2 separate regions of the Cyprinus carpio genome follow, and region 2 is linked to region 1. Evidence: chromatin contacts called from public Hi-C data. All regions are on one chromosome and are shown on one strand. Each heading gives the region's core, a stretch centred on a gene start, on an enhancer-like site or on the middle of the called end of the contact. The rest is flanking DNA. Distances are from core to core; before and after follow the strand shown.

Region 1 (2,784 bases), core at 226-2,725:
GCATAAACTGGCCTGAGTTTCCATTAACTGGGTTTTCCATTGGGCAGGGACAGAGCTAGAGGCTAAACTGCTGCTAGTATTGCTTAATATACTTAATCTGCAATGATTTATACACACCAAAATGATTTGAAATTACTCTTTGAATCTAAATCAATTACAATTACAAACTAATCGATTAACAAATTAAGTTGTGCTAAAAAGCCTATTCTGTTTAACAGCAAGTTAATCTGTGACAATTTACCCCATATTGAGTGCTCCAGTTAACTTCAATTAACTTTACTGGGCAATATGGATGAATATGTTCAATTGTTTTTTTTATAGCCAAAACTTTAAAGTAAAAAAAAAAAAAAAAAAAAAAAAAAAAAAATTGACATTTTGATTTAACTACACTTTGAAACGTATCTATCCCCAGTCTACACTATATAAATATATAATCAGTGTTGTTGGGTAGGTTACCTTGGATATGTAATAGGTTACAGATTAAAAATTACCTTATTTAAAATTTAATTAGTAGTGTAACTATTTCAATTACTTTACTAAAGTAATGTAACTGATTACATTTGATAAATCAGTTCAAAGGCTACATTTCTAACAAATGTTTTCAACTGATAATCATTTTTAAAACCTTTGAACCAGGCAGGGTTAAGTTTACAGTAGCACACAACACTGATTACTGTGAGCTTTTTCAGAATCCTTTATCATTTGAATTAAGATTACAATAATTTATTTTTTTTAAAAACTGCCACCACAAACTCACTTTGATCTACTCTGAGATCATTCAGAGGTTAAATACAGATTTAAAACGATAAGGAATAGTTTAATAGCTTTGTTACTGTTTCTGAAGTCAAATCTTTGCATAGCTATGACATTCAGATGTAACACCCTTTGTGATCATTAACATTTTCATAAGTAACTATAGTAGTCAACATTTGAAGTGGATCAGAAAAGTTAATCAAAGTTGTCCTAAGACAAAAACGCGTTTTAGGTTTTAGGACAAATTTGATGAAAGGTTTTGATCCACTTCAAATGTTGATTAGTGTAATGTAATTATAAGGGAAGTCGTGGCCTAATGGTTAGAGAGTCGGACTCCCAATCGAAGGGTTGTGAGTTCGAGTCTCGGGCCGGCAGGAATTGTGGGTGGGGGGAGTGAATGTACAGCGCTCTCTCCACCCTCAATACCATGACTTAGGTGCCCTTGAGCAAGGCACTGAACCCCCAACTGCTCCCCGGGCGCCGCAGCATAAAATGGCTGCCCACTGCTCCGGGTGTGTGTTCACAGTGTGTGTGTGTGTTCACTGCTCTGTGTGTGTGCACTTCGGATGGGTTAAATGCAGAGCACAAATTCTGAGTATGGGTCACCATACTTGGCTGAATGTCACGTCACTTTTTTTAATTACACATTTTTTCTCGGTAAATGTAACTGATTACAGTTACATTTATTTTGAAATTAAATTACGTAACTCCGTTACATGCAACTAGTTACTCCCCAACACTGTATATAATAGACAGAAATACAAATAACACTACATTTATTACTCACAGTATTCCTGAAGAGAAACCTCGTTTGGAGTCTCAGGTCTGAGCGGTCTGTATTCGCGCGCCCTCTACTGCTCCGTATGAAAACTGTACTCAGTTAAAACAGCTTACCATTAAAAAACTTGGCACCAGTCGGCCGCCCGGCGTCTCCATCCCGCTGGAATCTCAGGAATACAAAGTTCTTATCTCGCTCCACACGTTGCTTGTCGGTGACTATTAACAAACAGCATTGTGTTCGCGCGAGCGAGCGGGCGGGAGGCGGAGAAGGCGCGTATATAAGCGCTCCTGTACAGGAGTGTGCTCTGGATTACAGAAAGATGCATGAGTGCACTGAGAAGACTGCAGTTTAATAGAGCAAAACAGAACCTTTTGAGCAGTTTGCGAATTTATTGGATTATCACAATTTGCGCCGAATCAGGGATTTGCATAAGATTAAATAAAATGGATTTGAGGATTATTTTCCCAGTGTTGTCCATGCTGTCATCTGGATTTTTTGACTTGGGTATGTACTTAATTTACATCCAATATTTGTGTTAAAGATTATTTGAGTGCTTTTAAAATAGTTTTCTTAATTACTGTTAAAAGTTTTTAAAGTTTACATTAAGTATTAAACAATCTGTAACGTGTCAAAATACAGACCTAAAAGTGCAGGTGTGATTAAGTATAAGAGTAGTGCATTAAGACCTTGCTTAAACAACCTATAAACACATGCAAGATAAAGTTTTAATATTCTCGTAGACTATATGACGAGCATCACTGTAATTTTTAATTGAGCGTGACAAATTATAGCTTTTCCAGTCCATCAAACACAGTGTAAAAATCACAGTGCGTGCTTGTAGGTAGAATTCTTTATGTTGCAAAACCTTATGAATTCAACATAATTTTGTAATTTTAGCTGCTCCAGCATCTTTGGGTCATGGCACAGCACAAGGCACGCCGATCTCTGTGCGACACTCCAGGACTAAGAGGTGTTCCTGCGCAAGTTTTATGGATAAAGAGTGTGTCTACTTTTGCCACCTGGACATAATATGGGTCAACACACCAGAGTAAGTCATTATAGTTCATGACTTAAAAAGAAAATAAATAAATCTTTAAATCATTTTTGAAGGATGGCATGACTAACATTGTCTTCTAATTATTTTTTCTTTCCCTCAGGCGAACAGTGTCATATGGACTTGGAAACGCTCCACGTAAGAAGCGCTCAATAACAGAACCTGTTGTGCCCAAGTCACGCTGCAAATGTGCAGA
Region 2 (3,155 bases), core at 404-2,903, 72 kb before region 1:
GTGCTCTTTGCAGCCAAACGCAAACAATGGCGTATCCTCGCCCCTCGGCAGGCGCCGAACAAGGTGTCTGTCCTTTGTTCCACTCCTCGGGGGAGTGAATGGTGGAGGGCTTTGTCGGGACAACAGCGGGTGGTCGCGTGCGATGACAGGCCAGCTGTCACCTGCTGTCCCGGCGCCAGCCACCGACCCCTAAGAGGAGAGCCGCGGACACGTGTCACTGACTAAAAAAAAAATCACTCCCTTTGTCTTTTACCTGCATATTTGTTCTTTGTTCCAGAAAATCCAAGGACATTAAGAATTTTATTAGACTCAGATATGTCAGTTGCATAATCAGTCTCTTTTCAAAAAAGATGCTGTTTTTTATTTATGGATGTGACTACACAAAGTTCAAACATTAATCACAAAGTGTGGCTCAGTGTTATTTTAATACTACTGATATTATTACAGTTTTTATTTAATTTTTTAAATGTTCCATTTTTATTTTTATTTTAGTTAAAGTTTTACTCATTTTGTGTTTCTGACACTTTTTTTATTTGTCTATGTAATTTTTATTAATTTAATTTTTTAACTAATATTTTTATTTATTTATTTTTAATGTGCTCCCTTTTTATTTATTTATTTTTTTAAAATGTGTTTTTGTTTTCATTTTAGTTTAAGTTTTGGTCATTTTGTGTTTTGACATCTTTTTATGCAATCTCTATGCAATTTTAATTAATTTTTCTTTAGGTTTAGGTATTTTTAATGTATCGTTAATGTTAATGAAAATGAAAATGGCAGCTAACTAAAATAAAGTTTTTCTATATTTCTCATTTTATTTCTGTTAATATTTATTTTAATTCAATTAAGGTTTTTTTTTTATTTATTTTTTTATTTAACTGTAATAAACCTGTCTTAATTGTCCAACAATAACCACAAGGTGGCGTCTGTGGCTCTCACTTTCTATGCAGGCACACGTGTTTACTGCCAAGCATTAGGTGATCTGAAGGAAGACATCATTACCAGACTCCTTTTGTTTGGATCCCTCACAGTTATTGAGACTGTGTTGTTTAATAAAAAAGGAAAATGTTGGATAACCATTTAGACACAAATAGGGTATAGGCCTACTAGTAGGGCAACCCTTACCAAAAAGTAGTATACTTCAAGTTTATTTTATTAAGTATACTTAAGTAAAGTTCAAGTATATTTAGACTTTTTGTAAGTATAAGTCAAGTATACTTAAATGTCATTTTAGTATATTTCTGAGAAGTACATAAAGCCCATTTATGAGAAGTACATAAAAACTAAACTAAAAGCATACTTTCCTATTTTTTGTTTAAAAGAAGTATACTAATAGCACACTTGAATAAACTTCTTTTTCGTAAGGTAAGCCAAATTTTGATTGACTGATTGCAATGACTTCTGGGATACTTGTAAATTTGGCCAGAACTAGATGTCTTACAAGGTAGCATAAAATTGCTGACTGCCCTATGAAATTTATTATTTGACAAAACTGCATAAAATTACTTGGGATATGTTTCCATTCTGGATTTGTGTAGCTAATACAGTAGATCACGGTGTAGAAATGCCAAGGTCATAGGTTTGGTTCCCAGGGAATGCATGAACTGATAAGCTGAAGTGTGCCTTCAGTGCAGTGTTGTTACTTTGGATAAAAGCTTTTGCTAAATGCATAAATGTTTGATGCAAGCCAGCCTTGAAACTGCTTGCATGCTTACCAGTGTGCCATGTCTCCAGCTCATGCATTTAATCAGATACTGTCAAATGGAAAATCCTAATGTATTTTAACTTTAAGAAAATATTACAGTGTGATATTGCTGGCTACCAAACATGCTTTGCAGCTGGGGTCAAGCAGATGTTTTTTATTTTTATATTTTCCATGTTTATTTTTATTTTTAGCTAAAGTTTACTAATGTGTTTTATTTTAATTTTTTTAAATAGTCCTTTTTTAATTAATTTAGTTTTAAGTTTTAAGTGTTTTGTATTGTGTTTTGTCATTTTTTCTTATTTACTTATTTAAATATTTACATTGTTTTTTAAAAAATATATATTTCAGTTTTTATTTTAGTTATTTTAACAATATTTAAACTGAACAATAATGAGATTTTTTTTTTCTTGGCAGCTCGCTGAAATAAGATAAGTTTCAGTTTTCTGCTAGACTTTTTAAATTTCTGATGGTGTTATATTTTTATATTCTGACATCAATACTAAAACCCTTCTATGTGTGTGTGTATATTCTGTCTTAAAAGACTGGTTGTGATCTCCACATCCTCATCAGTTCTTAAAACAGCAATCAGCCCTGAATTTTCCCAGATTTTCTCCATCAGTTATGCAAACTTTCTAGTTCTCTGTGAGCATGTGAAATGCCAAGTGTGTGTCAGCCTCAACAGTGGTGTGCAAGGTGCAGGTCCCCAATCCTTCACAATGGCTTCAACTCTATCAGACCTCCCCAGACATCAGCTCGTGGATCTCACCTTCCGGTCTGACCTGGGCCTGACATTTTGAAGAGGCATTCAGGCAGTGCTAATGAGCCGTCAGCAATGTTTCTCTGCAGATTTGGCGTCTCCCTGCCACCCTTCGCTCGGTGCTGTTTTTATCCAAGACATTCCGAGCAGTTCCACTGACCTTTTCCACGCCAAGCCCTTGGAAAGCCATGATTAGCAGTGTTTTCTTAAAGACAAATGGTCAGGATAACTGAGATTACATAAGGCAAGTGGCTCAGCCAAAATCAAACTAACTTGCTCTAGATTTTCTTAAACTAACTGTACACTGGACAAAATTTGGTGTAGGATTTCCAATTGTCACCCAGAAATTGCAAATAAATTTCACAAATAATTACAAAGAAATGTCAAGAACACATTGATTTGAGCATTAAATTTTCAAGTAGAAAATGTAAAAGTAGATTTTCCTGTAAAATGTATTCCAATAATCTTTGTTTTAATTACAACTTCGGCAAAAAAAAAAATATATCTATCTATCTATCTATCTATCTATCTATCTATCTATATATATATATATATATAAAAAAAAAAAAAAAAAAAGTCTTTATATCTATCTTTTACTGTGTAGTTGAGCTGTAAGAAAAAAAAAGAGCATAGAAGAAGACAATTGTGAAAGGGAGTGAGTCATCACTGCATACCCTCCCTAGTCTGAGTAAAAAT

The links. Hi-C and Micro-C count contacts between places; a contact is called where the count stands out from the background.
Region 2: a contact with region 1 is called in a Hi-C map of liver, with 10 times the contacts expected there. The contact joins the enhancer-like site here to the promoter of LOC109111997 in region 1. A contact is called at or near these places in 8 of 8 Hi-C or Micro-C datasets (liver, red blood cells and skeletal muscle).

The regions. Positions count from the first base shown.
Region 1 is chrB19:22,669,354-22,672,137 of ASM1834038v1, reverse strand. LOC109111997 (endothelin-1-like) reads left to right here and starts at 1,475. Exons shown (of 5, transcript XM_042745584.1): 1 at 1,475-2,038; 2 at 2,432-2,582; 3 at 2,692-2,784. The coding sequence starts at 1,858.
Region 2 is chrB19:22,741,274-22,744,428 of ASM1834038v1, reverse strand. No RefSeq gene overlaps it. Among protein-coding and RNA genes, the nearest start is that of LOC109111989, 15 kb to the right of the region's middle. Within about 2 kb of position 1,653, at least 1 of the 8 cell types and tissues checked has an H3K27ac peak or open chromatin away from gene starts, as enhancers often do.